Regions from separate parts of the Sus scrofa genome. Here region 1 is linked to region 2. Evidence: chromatin contacts called from public Hi-C data. All regions are on one chromosome and are shown on one strand. The core of a region is the stretch at or near the end of the contact, and the rest is flanking DNA. Distances in the headings are between cores, read along the strand shown. Region 1 holds the start of BCL2 (apoptosis regulator Bcl-2). Region 2 holds the start of VPS4B (vacuolar protein sorting-associated protein 4B).

What was found. Hi-C and Micro-C count contacts between places; a contact is called where the count stands out from the background.
Region 1: a contact with region 2 is called in a Hi-C map of retroperitoneal adipose tissue, with 1.7 times the contacts expected there. The contact joins the promoter of BCL2 here to the promoter of VPS4B in region 2. A contact is called at or near these places in 3 of 47 Hi-C or Micro-C datasets (embryonic fibroblasts, heart right ventricle and retroperitoneal adipose tissue) and 1 of 2 datasets of contacts at active chromatin or transcription factors (alveolar macrophages).

What each region holds. Positions count from the first base shown.
Region 1 is chr1:158,334,998-158,341,490 of Sscrofa11.1, reverse strand. BCL2 (apoptosis regulator Bcl-2) reads right to left here and starts at 4,088. Exons shown (of 2, transcript XM_021099593.1): 1 at 2,165-4,088. The coding sequence starts at 2,746.
Region 2 is chr1:158,229,648-158,235,633 of Sscrofa11.1, reverse strand. It overlaps VPS4B (vacuolar protein sorting-associated protein 4B), which reads right to left and starts at 2,595. Exons shown (of 11, transcript XM_003121699.5): 1 at 2,315-2,595. The coding sequence starts at 2,341.

The sequences.
Region 1 (6,493 bases), core at 2,839-5,338, 100 kb before region 2:
ATATTTCAACATCAGCTATTTGTACTTCTATATGATTTATTCTTACTATAAGAGGTTTTGTCAAAAAAAAAAAGTTTATCATGTTCTATGGTATGTCATGTGGTTTGGCATCATAAAATGTAGCCTCTACATTTATCAACCTCAGATACCTGTTGACCACAAAGACAGGCTCTACTAAGAAAACTCTATTTTGAAAGGAGGAAAAAGTGAGTCTTCACTCAAAAAGAAAATTCAACTGTACGAGATGTTAATATACCACAGCTCAACAATGAAGATCAAGATTATATCTTAATTTCTATCATAAACATAGGTCTCTGCTTCCCATCTTTTGATTAAATTACTTAACATGTGACAGTTACCACCTTGGACTTCTTTCAGCTAGGAAGAAAAATGGTTTAACATTTTTTCACAAAAAATATGAAAGAATAAAACTGTTAAATTAGCTTTACTTTGGTCTTAAAATGATCCCTTTGGCGTCTGGAAGTCCCTACCTCTTTGGTTATGGTGGTTAAAAATAAAACCACCTACTTAACCAAACATTTTACAAAAATATTCTTTTCACCGTTTACTGCATTCTTCCAGAATTACTAAAGATCTGGTAGTATGGGATCTCAAAAAACAAACAACTCACAAAAAGCATTTAAATTTTAGAGATGAAATGGGGATGTTTACTTTTAAACACTGAACAGTGGCATCAATATTTTGTCAACTTTGGTCAAGTAGGATCAGATGTTCATGTCAGTCATCTACTTTTCTTGGCCTTTTCTCTTTTTGGCCCCTTAATATTAGCACACTTTGTAAACTGTAGTAAAATATGTAATGTGCATCTTGAAATCCAATCCACTTATAGTAACTGCTAGGCTTTTTGCTCCTGTTAGTTTCCATAAAATAATAGCATTAGTAATTCTCCCTATAATCCTCCTAATAAAGGATGCAATTCTCACTGAACTGCATCCTTTTTCAAAGACAATTGTTTAGATTAAAACAAAAAGTCTGCAAAAACTTCAGACAAAAATTATTCCTTTTCTTGGTTTTTCATAAATTAATAATTTTAGATATATAAAGTATAGACTTCAATTACACTTCTTCAGTCTTAGGACCTGTACCCCACCCCCAAAGAATCATACACCCAAAAAGAAATTTATGGTGACATAATGAAGGCTCTACCTAGCACAATACCAGAAAAAAAAAAATATGCTCACACATGTTCTTCAAAGATACAGGCATTAATCACTTCAACTAAAGTCAGAGCACAGGAATCCATAGCTAAGAATCAATTCTTCTATGCTTTATATAGATACTGTAGATTCACGTTTATCCAGCAGAGAAGACCCAAAATGATGTGAATTCTAGTTGGTGAAAAGTAAGACAGTAAAATTCCAGTAAACCTCAAAATCATACACAAGTTATAGAAATAGAACACAAAGCGTGCAGCGAATGCAAATTCTGCCACTGATGAAATAAACACCCATAGATGAGTGTTCTTCAAGACAATGGGTCATGCCCACTGGGAATGTGGCTCACATTGCAGCTTGGAATGGCCGGACTTTTGGAAAGTCAACTTACAATTTACCTTTTCACAAACATCCAAGATTTTCAGGGAAATAGGCTCCATTGGTTTTCCTCTTTGGGTAGATGTTACCAAGTGAGGAGAAGGCATGACCTTGGTCTTCTGGGGGAGTCTGTTCTTCTAATTGGGTGGTTCTCACATCTTAGTACAAAGAAGAAACCCCCAGAGGGGCTTATTTCTGATGCAGATTCCCAGGGCCCAGCCTGAGGTCAGTTTATGAGTTGGCCCTGTCTCTGATTTCAAGGAGCTACTCAGGCCAGGTACAGTAATGCTGGGGATCCTTGGACTCCCAGTTTGAAAAACACTGAAGGGATACCATTATCCCAAGAGCCTACTGAATAGCAAAGCCTGGATCTTTGAAACTCAACGGTTGGCAAGCAAGGCAAACAGTTTTGGCGGGAAGGAATGATCACAGTACGGTTGGCAGGGAGAGAGCTCTGAACAGGGGAAATGGGGAGGGAAGCCACAAACCTGATTTTATAGCACTGGCTCATCCGCCCGCCCTTGGTCGAGCAGCCCACCCACACTCCAACCACTGCATCTCAGACCCTTAACGCGCAGCCCAGACTCACATTCAACCACACATGCACCTACCCAGCCTCCGTTATCCTGGATCCAGGTGTGCAGGTGCCGGTTCAGGTACTCAGTCATCCACAGGGCGATGTTGTCCACCAGGGGCGACATCTCCCGGTTGACGCTCTCCACACACATGACCCCACCGAACTCAAAGAAGGCCACAATCCTCCCCCAGTTCACCCCATCCCTGAAGAGCTCCTCCACCACCGTGGCAAAGCGTCCCCTCGCGGTGAAGGGAGTCAGGTGCAGCTGGCTGGACATCTCGGCAAAGTCGCGGCGGTAGCGACGAGAGAAGTCATCGCCGGCCTGGCGCAGGGTCAGGTGGACCACAGGTGGCACCGGGCTGAGTACAGGCCCCGCGGCGGCGGCGGCGGCGGCGGTGGCGGCGGGGGCGGTCGGGGTCGGCGGCGGCGAGGTCCTGGCGGGAGCGGGGGTTCGCCCGGGCTGGGAGGAGAAGATGCCCGGTGCGGGAGCGGCCCCCGGGGACGCGGCGCCCGCGTCTCCGGCATCCCACTCGTAGCCCCTCTGCGACAGCTTATAGTGGATGTACTTCATCACTATTTCCCGGTTATCATACCCTGTTCTCCCAGCGTGCGCCATCCTTTCCCAGAGGAAAAGCAGCCGGGTACCAACAGCACCTCTCGCCCCCGCTTCCCACCCCACGGCCCCGAAAGAGAGAATAGTTATAATCCAGCTATTTTATTGGATGTGCTTTGCATTCTTGGTTGAGGGGGTGTCTTCAGTCACGCGGAACACTTGATTCTGGTGTTTCCCTCTTGGCATGAGATGCAGGAAATTTTTATTTAAATTCCTTTCGGATCTTTAGTTCATGAGGCACATTATTAATTATTGTTAATATCAGTCTACTTCCCCCGTGATGCTGAAAGGTTAAAAAAACTAATCAGTCAAAATCAGGTGCATTTCCCTTTATACACTGGGTGAAAGCAGGGCTTAACACACTACAAGTTACACAGCTGAAAAGAATGTATTAAACTGCCTGGAAATTAAACTTACTCGAATGCACTTAAAAGTTAAAATCTCAAATGTTTCCATTGAAAGTTACATTAAGCCAATTTTCTGTGCAAAGAACTTACTTGTATTTTTTAAGGACAGCATGATCCTCTGTCAAGTTTCCTTTTTGTGAAAACAAAACAAATGCATAAGGCAAAGATTCCATCAATCTTCAGAACTCTCCAGTTATAGCTGCTTTGAAACTTCCAAATGAATCAGGAGCTGGGGGAGGAGGTGTAAAAATTAGGAGAATTTCCAGTTTGATTCCCAGACTTCTCCTTTACAGAAATGTCAATCCGTAGGAATCCCAACCAGAGATCTCAAGAGCACGAGAAAAGAAAGGCAGCGGCGGCGGCAGATGAATTACAATTTTCAGTCCGGGATTTGCAGAAGTCCTGTGATTTTTCCCCTCTCGGCAATTTACACACGCACACACACGCGCGGGCACGGACATGGATTTCTATCCGCGGGGCCGCTTCACGCCTCCACGGGAGAGAGACAGGGACCGGGGGCCGGTGGACGAGCCGGGGACGGGGACAGGAATCCTCTTCTGATTAAACTCCGAACGGCAAATGCATTTTCCGAAAAGCTGCTTGATAAATGAAGGCTGGACGCACCCGGCCCGCCGGTGCCGAGCGCGAGAAGCCCGCGCTGTGTGTGGTGCGGCGAGGGGTGGGGAGAAGGAGGTGGTGGGGGAGGGTTTTATTTTTTCCCTCTTTTCCTAAAAAGGATGACTGCTACGAAGTTCTCCCCCCTGGACCCCCTCTTCCGCTGCACCCCACCGGCGCACCCCGCCTCCGGGCTGCGCACCCTTTCTCCTCCTCCTGCTCCTGCGCGGCAGAGCTGGCTGCGCCCGCCTCCCCCGCGCTCCCGCTCAGGGCGATGACGGCCGCGCCGGCGGGGAGGGCTCGGCTCCCGGCACCTTCGCTGGCAGCGGCGGCGGCGGCGGCGGCGGCGGCAGCGGCGGCGGCTCGGCGGGGAAACCGAGCTTGGCGGGCGGGAGCCCGGCGGGCGGGGGCCAGCGCAGGGAGGAAGGGGGCGGGCGCGGGGCCGGGGGGGCTGGCCTCTTACTTCATTCTCCTCTAACCGACTGGTTTCCTGTATGTACGTCACACTGTTCATTCAAAAAAAGAAGAAAGAAAGAGCCCTCCTCGGAGCCGCCCCACCGCCCCCTCCGCCCCCTCCGCCCCGCTCCCCTTCCCTGGGTTAAAGGAGCCGCGGCCGGCTCTGGAGCGGCGCGCCCCGCGGGGACACATGGCGCGCAGGGCCGCGGCCGGGGAGGGCGAGCCCGGGACAGCCCCCGCCCGCCCGCTCGCTCAGCCTGCCCGCTGGGCCCAGCCGGTGGGTGGCGCGGGCGGCGCAGGCCTCCCGCGCGGCCGCGGCGCGGTGGGTGTGCGCGGGGCCTCTTCGGGCCTTCGGAGGGCCCGGCGAGCGGCCAGGGCCGCCGGGGGAACCGCACGCGGCCGGATGGGTGGCTGCTAGGGGACGGGGGTGGGCGCCAAGAAAACAAGCGCCAGTAATCACTTCGGCCCTAACCGCGCGCGCGCTCCCGTGTGTGTGTGTGTGTGTGTGTGTGTGTGTGTGTGTACACACAAGCCCTTGTGTGTGTGTACACACAGCAGCCCCTGTGTGTGTACACACCAGCGCTTGGCAGATGCTGACCGAAGCAAAGAGACCTCAGCGCTGCCCTCCGAACGGAGGCGACGCTGCTGCACATTCATCAGCGAGGGAAGCCCCAAGCGTGTGTTTACTTTCAAGTTGCTTCCTAGGTGTCCACGCAGAGAATACACTTCGGTGACACCATCCATGACCAAAGCCAGACATAGCTCTCAGTGGCCCGGCAGAGGGATTAGTGGGGTATATACCAAGGGCTTTCAAGTGGTTAAGTCAATGTTTTTCCTCTACTAACAGTCTGGGCACTGGGTTAGGGGCTGCCCGCCACGCTACCGTGGGAGGCTACAGGGCTACCTTAAGGCCCCAAGCCCCCAAACCAGGGTAAGTGGGTCCACGGCCACCTAGCAGCCAATCTAGATAGCTGCACCTTCTCGAGTTATTTATACACAAACACAGACTCGCACACGCACTATATACACATTTTTTTTTATTCACAAGCATGAACAGCCCCCAGGAGAAAGGCACAAAGAGCAAACAAGTGGCATGTGTTTATTTTTATCTCTAAGAGTCTTTGACAAATAAAGCACCAAGAAAAATTTACAAATAGCAGGGTAGCTTACCTAATAGAACTCAAGAACAAACATATAGGGATACTGGATTGTTGTGATCATAGAAACATGACACGTGAGTACTGCCACAAGTACAAATATGTTCTCACACTACCTTTATTTTGTCTCATTCCTAATCTAAAATCAAAGCATTCATTCTTTGGCAAAATAAGCACAGCAAATTATTTTCCTTTCTTCACCCATCAAAGCCAATCAGCTAACAATGCCAAGCCTCTTGCATATAGGAATGGATGTCTGGTACAAATGTCTTATCCTGGCAAGAGAGAATGAATGAAGATGGTACTTCCTGCCTCCCAACTGTGACAGTGTCGCCTTTTATCCATGGCAGCGGCGTGGAGGTATGCTGTCCTGGAGAGAGACACTGGGTATCGATTGATCTGGGCTCTCTGTTCACATAAAGAGCAGAAACCTGTGCTAATGCCACACATCACGGTTTAGGAATCATGAGAGAACCTTGTTTGAGAACCTTGTCAAACCCTCAAGATTACTTAAGGGGAACTGAAAGCCTTAGTGCTTCTGAGACCCAGCATGTGAGTAAGGAAATGAAAGGCCAGAGCTGGAAAAGAGATTGTACTTCTACAGAGCGGGCAACCGGAAGGAAACAGATACCCTATTCCCAGAGAAAGAAAAGCTTCCTTTTTTTTCTTTTACTTTAGAACCTCACTTTACAGATTCTTCCACATTTATGTAGCATCTTGACCATAATCAAACACTCTTAGGACAGGTCTGCATTAGTTCTTGACCAAAGCAGTACTGTACGTTCCCGAGGAATGTTCTGGATACTTTCAATCAAAAGAATGAAACCCTTCCTCCATTCATGTTTATTAGATTCCACCTAAAGGGTAAGACAAGTACTCCCTGGAAGAGTGGAATTAACTGGTTGTTTCTGGGTATTGTTCAGCTAGTGGAGGGAGCACTGGTCTGAGTCAGGAGTCCTAAGTGTGAATTTAGAGACCTTCCAATGATGTTCCAAATGTAGGCACTGTGGGCTTTTCACTTCTCAAGATATGTCCCACCTTTAAAAGCCAATGGATGGTCCTTTTCCTAGCTTCACCTGGCTGGGTTCTAGCAGTAGGGTAGCACCAGGAGGAGA
Region 2 (5,986 bases), core at 1,346-3,845:
TGTCTATCGAGGGCTCTCCACCTGAAATACCCTATCCCCGTCTCCCTGTAAAACTCCAGCTTCTCCAAGACTTAGCACAGTCATGGTTCTCCAGCTGCAAAGCCCTCCCCCCATCCCTGGCAGCCTAACCTTTGCTTCCTCCAAATTTCCACTTAGCAAAATGCATGGCATAGTAGACACTCAAAACATATTCAGGACTGAGTAAACTTTGAATTGTAGGCATACTGCATTCATTGCAATTTCTCTCAACCCTTTCAAGGTTTATTACACTTCTAGACTGAGGCATTTGCTGTTTTTCTCTGCCTGGAATGCATTCTACTTTCTTGTCTAAGAAGGTGTGACTTTATAGTGAAAAAACCACACACTTATAAGCAGACGGACCTGGATTCGAAATTATCTTCAACACCAATTAACTGTATGTCTTCATGTAAATCATAACCTTAATAAGCCTTGGTGTATTATATTGTGAAAGTGGAATAATAATCACAATGAAGAGTTGTTTTGAGGACTAAATGAGATCACATCAAACACTGGGCAGACAATTAGTGTCAGTACCTTTCACTTTAAGCTCACATCACCTCCTCTGTGGAACATTTCTCACTTATCCCTGAAGAGTTACACAAGCCTTGGTCGGTGAGAAAGTTATTATCTGAATATTCTTCATCCAAATTTCCTACATTAGAAGGCTGAAAAGGTTGAATGAGAAAGCCCACTTGTGACCCAACAACTGATAAAATTATAACTCATTATAGCTCCCTGTTTAACACTAGCAACTATGCCTTTAACATGGGTCTATCTTGAGCTGATTCGCTGAAGAACATCTACAGTCCAATTCAAATATGATACAACTGATTATAGAACGAAACTGCAAATCTAGCAAAAAAAAAAAATGAGTAAAGAGATGAAAATTGCATTGCAGAATGCCCAAATCACACGCAGTCTTGACAAATGAAAAGATGGTGGATTATGTATAAAATAGATGAGCAACAAGGATATATTGTATATAGCACAGGAAATTACAGCCATTATCTTATAATAACTTTTAATGGAGTGTAATCTGTAAAAATACTGAATTACTATGCCGAACACCTGAAACTAATATGACATTGTAAATAAACTATACTTCAAAAGAAAAAGTTTTTTTTTTTTTTTAAAAAGATGATGGAATGAAACTATGCAGTTAACTGTTCACAAACCAGTAAGGATAAAGGCAAGATGGGCACTTCAAAAGACATAAAACATTTTTATAATATTTTTGGTCGATTTTCAAGATAAAAGTCCCAAACAAGCACCCCAACCCTCTTTTTGGTGACTGTCTCAAAAATTTCTCATCTGGGAGTTCTCCTGCTGGCTCAGCGGAAACGAATCCAGCTAGTATCCACAAAAATCAGGGTTCGATGCCTGCCTCGCTCAGTGGGTAGGGCATCCGGCGCTGTGGTGAGCTGTGGTGTAGGTCGCAAACACGGCTTGGATCCGGTGTTGCTGTGGCATAGGCGCGCAGCTGTAGCTCCGATTCCACCCCTAGCCTGGGAACGTCTATATGTCGCGCGTGCGGCCCTAAAAAGCAACAACGACAACAACAAAATTCTCATCTCAGTGAACCCCATTCCACAGAGATCTAACAAGTCTAAAATCTTAAAATTACAGGATTTATTTACCAAACACGGAGCTCACTATGGTAGGGATGGGAAGGTGAAGTCACAAAAGAGTTTAAGAATATTCTCTGATCTTATATACTACATTTTGGGAGCTGTGAGTGCACATGAATGCGGAACTCAATGAATTCACCGATTCCTCTAAATTCGAGCCTGTTTGCACGTTTCTATTCACCTGACAGCTCTCGAAAAGAAAGGTTTTCCTATACAAACTTGAGAAACTAGGAGAGAAGTCGGACCACCCTACTTTCAACTAATCCAGAGCAGTCGGTGCTTTGGATACATTACAATCTTTCCTTTCTCCCTTACACTGATTGGAGCTTCTGCGCCTCTCGTTCAAATCTGTGCCCAGTTCAGTTTAAACTCGGCTGGCTTTCAAAGGAAAAAAAAAAAGCCACTTCGCCCCCCCCCCAAACAAAAAAAAAAACTTAATGAAAATCAAGACTCCCACAAAATCACTGGGCTTGGGAGACCCCGGAAGCTGGCAGAAAGGGCCTGACCTGCCCACCTGCCGCCCGACGCCGGCACAGCCCTCCTCCGTCAGGCCAGAGGGGCGCGGCCGCTTCCTCTCTCCTCCTTGCCCCCTAACTTCACCCCACACCCTACGCCCCGCGCCCCCCTCGGCTTTGGCTCTCCAGGGGGAGGGAGAAAAGTGATACCTGGAGGTTGGGCGAGGTGGATGCCATGGCGGAAAGGCGATTCCCCGAAGAGGAAGGGAGGCAGAAGACAACAGCAGCAACGCCGAGTCAGGCCCGGAGTTACCCCTAAACGTGCGTAGGCTGGCTGCTCTCAAACCCCCAACAGCGGCCTCCTTTCCGCAACTTATTTGAAAACAGCACCGCGATCTCAAAGCCGCCCGACCCTCCTTACAAAACTTCCGCAATCCTGAACTCCCACCTCCGGCCTTAGAACTTCCGCTTTCGTCATCAACATGCGCACCACCCTGTCCCGAGCCATCCGGGTCTTGCCTCAGTCCCAGGCCTCGCGAGACCGGGAGAGAGGTCCCTGAAGCCTACCCGAGGCCTGGCGGAAGTCAGCCAGCGCGCAGACGCACTGAGACTCCGGCCTGGGGCTGAGGGGCTCTCTGGGGGCTGAGAATCCTTCGGTGTTCTTCCTTTTCCTGATGTCTAATGCTGTTATTAGCTCTGGCTCCTTTCACTCCAGGTCATGGAGCGCGCTCTGTCGGGCTGTGGATGCTGTATGAAAAAAGTGATCCAGTCTTGGTTGGGGACTTTGGGCCCCTTAACACTTACTCTTATGTAAAATGGGGGGAATTACAGTGCCTAACTCCGGGTTGTGAAGAATGCTGGCGCTGCATGGTTAGGCGCATTGCACAGGGATAAGCGAGCGGGAAGGTCTGAGTATGCGTTGGAACTTGTTACTGCTCACGCTTTACAGTTTATCCAACGAACATTTCCCCAACGGTCATTGTCAAGGCTCTAGGAGGCCCGGAGAACTTTAGTAAAAGTTATGTATGGCTGCTGTCTTCAAAGGCATTATGGTAGTCCAATGGGGATGCAGGCTGCTGCACCCAACTCTTATCAGATATTACTTATTCCAGTTATTGTTACAAGGAAAGTTAATGGCCTGAGAGGTTAAGTGCTTTATATGTGATCACAGAAGTCGGGGATTATTGGCAGAACTAAAGACCCTTTTTTCTGTTGTTTGCAGCCACAGTCCTGTTTTTCTTCATCCTTTCTTAGTTTAGCTTCCTAATCCTTTCTAATCACCTGGCGTCTCCTAAATGAAGTACTTCCCTCCCCCACCCCCTTTTTTGACCTCCCTGGTGGCAGGAACCTGAGCTGCAGCAGTGACTAGGCTGAATCCTCACTGCTAGGCCACCAGGGAACCCCCCTCCTGCTTTTTATTGGTATTGTCACTACCCGGTTATTGAAATCTCTTCTGCATAGTGTCCTAGTGTCCTTTCTCTATCCTCTTCACTTTCTACCATTCTTAATTCCTAAGGGTAGAATTTCCTCAAGAGTGCGGCATCCTCTTTCATACTACTCAATCTCTGCTCCTCTTACCGTTTCCTGGGCTCCAGATAACAACAGGATAGAAATGGCTTCCAATGTCAATCTCCAGGCCAGGGTGTGTTCTGCCCAGTATTTAACAGTTCACTCCCAGAGATCTCCAAAAACTGTATAGTTTCCCCACAAGACAAATTCAACACATTGAAAGCCAAATTAATTATACCTCATACTTCCTTCTCTGTCTTGCCTTCTCAGAAGGATATCACCAAATCTCTGTCATCCAGGTTCAAAGATAAAGCCCTCTGCCTGCATCTACCAATGCTTCTTCTCACTCCTCTGTCCCCTTTCAGTTACTGGTAAAATAATGTAAGGACTCCAGCCCTTAGAATGTGAGCACATTGTAGACACTAAATGAAAGTTAAACTATTAAACTGAGCTGCTTAAAATAACTCTCTGGTTCCTTAGTGACTTTTAGACTTGCTTTTGCCTGAAGGTACAACCAGACTCCAATTTACCTTTCAATTCAATCTCTAAAGTTTTACTGAACACCCACTAAACAAAAGTCCACTAGGTATTAGGAAACTTTGAAGATGAATAAGATATGGTCCTTGCCATTTAGGAGTTTACAATTTAGTGGGAGAAATAGACATGTAATGATGAAAAGAGAATTCATTGAGTTATTTATTGAGTAATACCATATGCCAGGGTACTTTAGATGCTGGATATGAACCAAATAATCAAACATTCCTCTTTTATCACCAATACAGAAATAAATCATGTTGATATCATGTACCCTGCCCTCAAATATGCAATGAGAAGAGTATCATCTGTGGTATTTTAGAAAGTTCTTAACCTACATTTCATCATGAGAAAATGCCATAAAAACACAAATTGAGTGTTTTTTTAAAAAATAAATAAATAAATAAAACTTCTACAAAATGCCTAACCAGAATTTTTAAAAAATGTCAAAGAGTTCCTGTGCGGCTCATCATGTAAAGGATCCAGCATTGTCACTGCAGTGGCTGAGGTCACTGTTGTGGCACAGGTTCAGTCCCTGGCCCGGGAACTTACACCTACTCCAGGTGCAGCCAAAAAACAAAACAAAACAAAACCCTCAAACCAAAAAATTTCAAACTCATGAAAAACAAGAAAAGACTGAAAATCTTATCACCAACTGCAAGATACTCAAGAGGCTGACAACTAAATGCAATATGGGATCTTGGACAGCATCCGGGAACAGAAAAAGAGTGGAAAATTGATGAAATCTGAATAAAGTCTGTATTTTAGCTAATAGTATTATACTGATGCCGATTTCTTAGTTTTGATAAATATGCCATGGTTATTTAAGATTTTGGCAGTAGGGGATGTTCAGTGGGAAGTATATAGGAATTCTTGACATTCTCCCTGTGGCCCAACAGGATCGGCAGCATCTTCAGAGTGCTGGGACACTGGTTCGATCCCCAGCTGGCACAGCAGGTTAAGGATCTGGCATTGCTACAGCTGCAGCATAGGTCACAATTGCAGCTCAAATCTGCTCCCTGGCAGAGGAACTCCATTTGTGGTGGGGCAGCCAAACAAGAAAAAAAGAGTATACAAGAATTCTTTATGTCTTTGCAACTCTTGTAAATATTATTTTAAAATAAAACATTTCTTTAAAAATCATAGCCTTTTGTTGTTCTTATTTCCTCTCTTCTAATGCATAGGGTTCTAACACAACATTCTTGGCTAATGAACAGAATGTTTGTGTCTTTATAGCCAGTGTCCCTAGTAATGGCAGAAATCTTTTCTCTTCAATGGAATGTGAGCAATAGGTTTAAAATTTAAAATAAAAACTTTAAGTATAAAAAAATTCCTGTTCTTTGGGAGCTTACCTTCTAGTAGAACAGAAACTTTTTACCTTATACATGCATAAAATAAATAGGATATATATATGTGTGTGTGTGTGTATATATACACACCTGCTCCAGGTGCAGCCAAAAAACAAAACAAAACAAAACCCCCAAACCAAAAAAAGTCAAAGTCATGAAAAACAAGAAAAGACTGAAAAACTTTCACCAACTGCAAGAGACTCAGCTACTGCAGTGACAATGCTGGATCCTTTACATGATGAGCCACACAGGAACTCTGACATTTTTGAAAAACTCTGGTTAGGCGTTTTGTGGAAGTTTTTTTTAAAAAAATAAAAATAAAAAAACACTCAATTTGTGTTTTTATGGCATTTTCCTTTTTCTAAACCTCCTCCCCCTGCCCCACACCCTCACTCACCGCATGTACACACAGTACAGGTTTAAATAGCCAAGGTTTGTTGAACAAACCTTGTAAATGATCTTTGGAGTTTGGGGAGATCAGTTGGCCAGT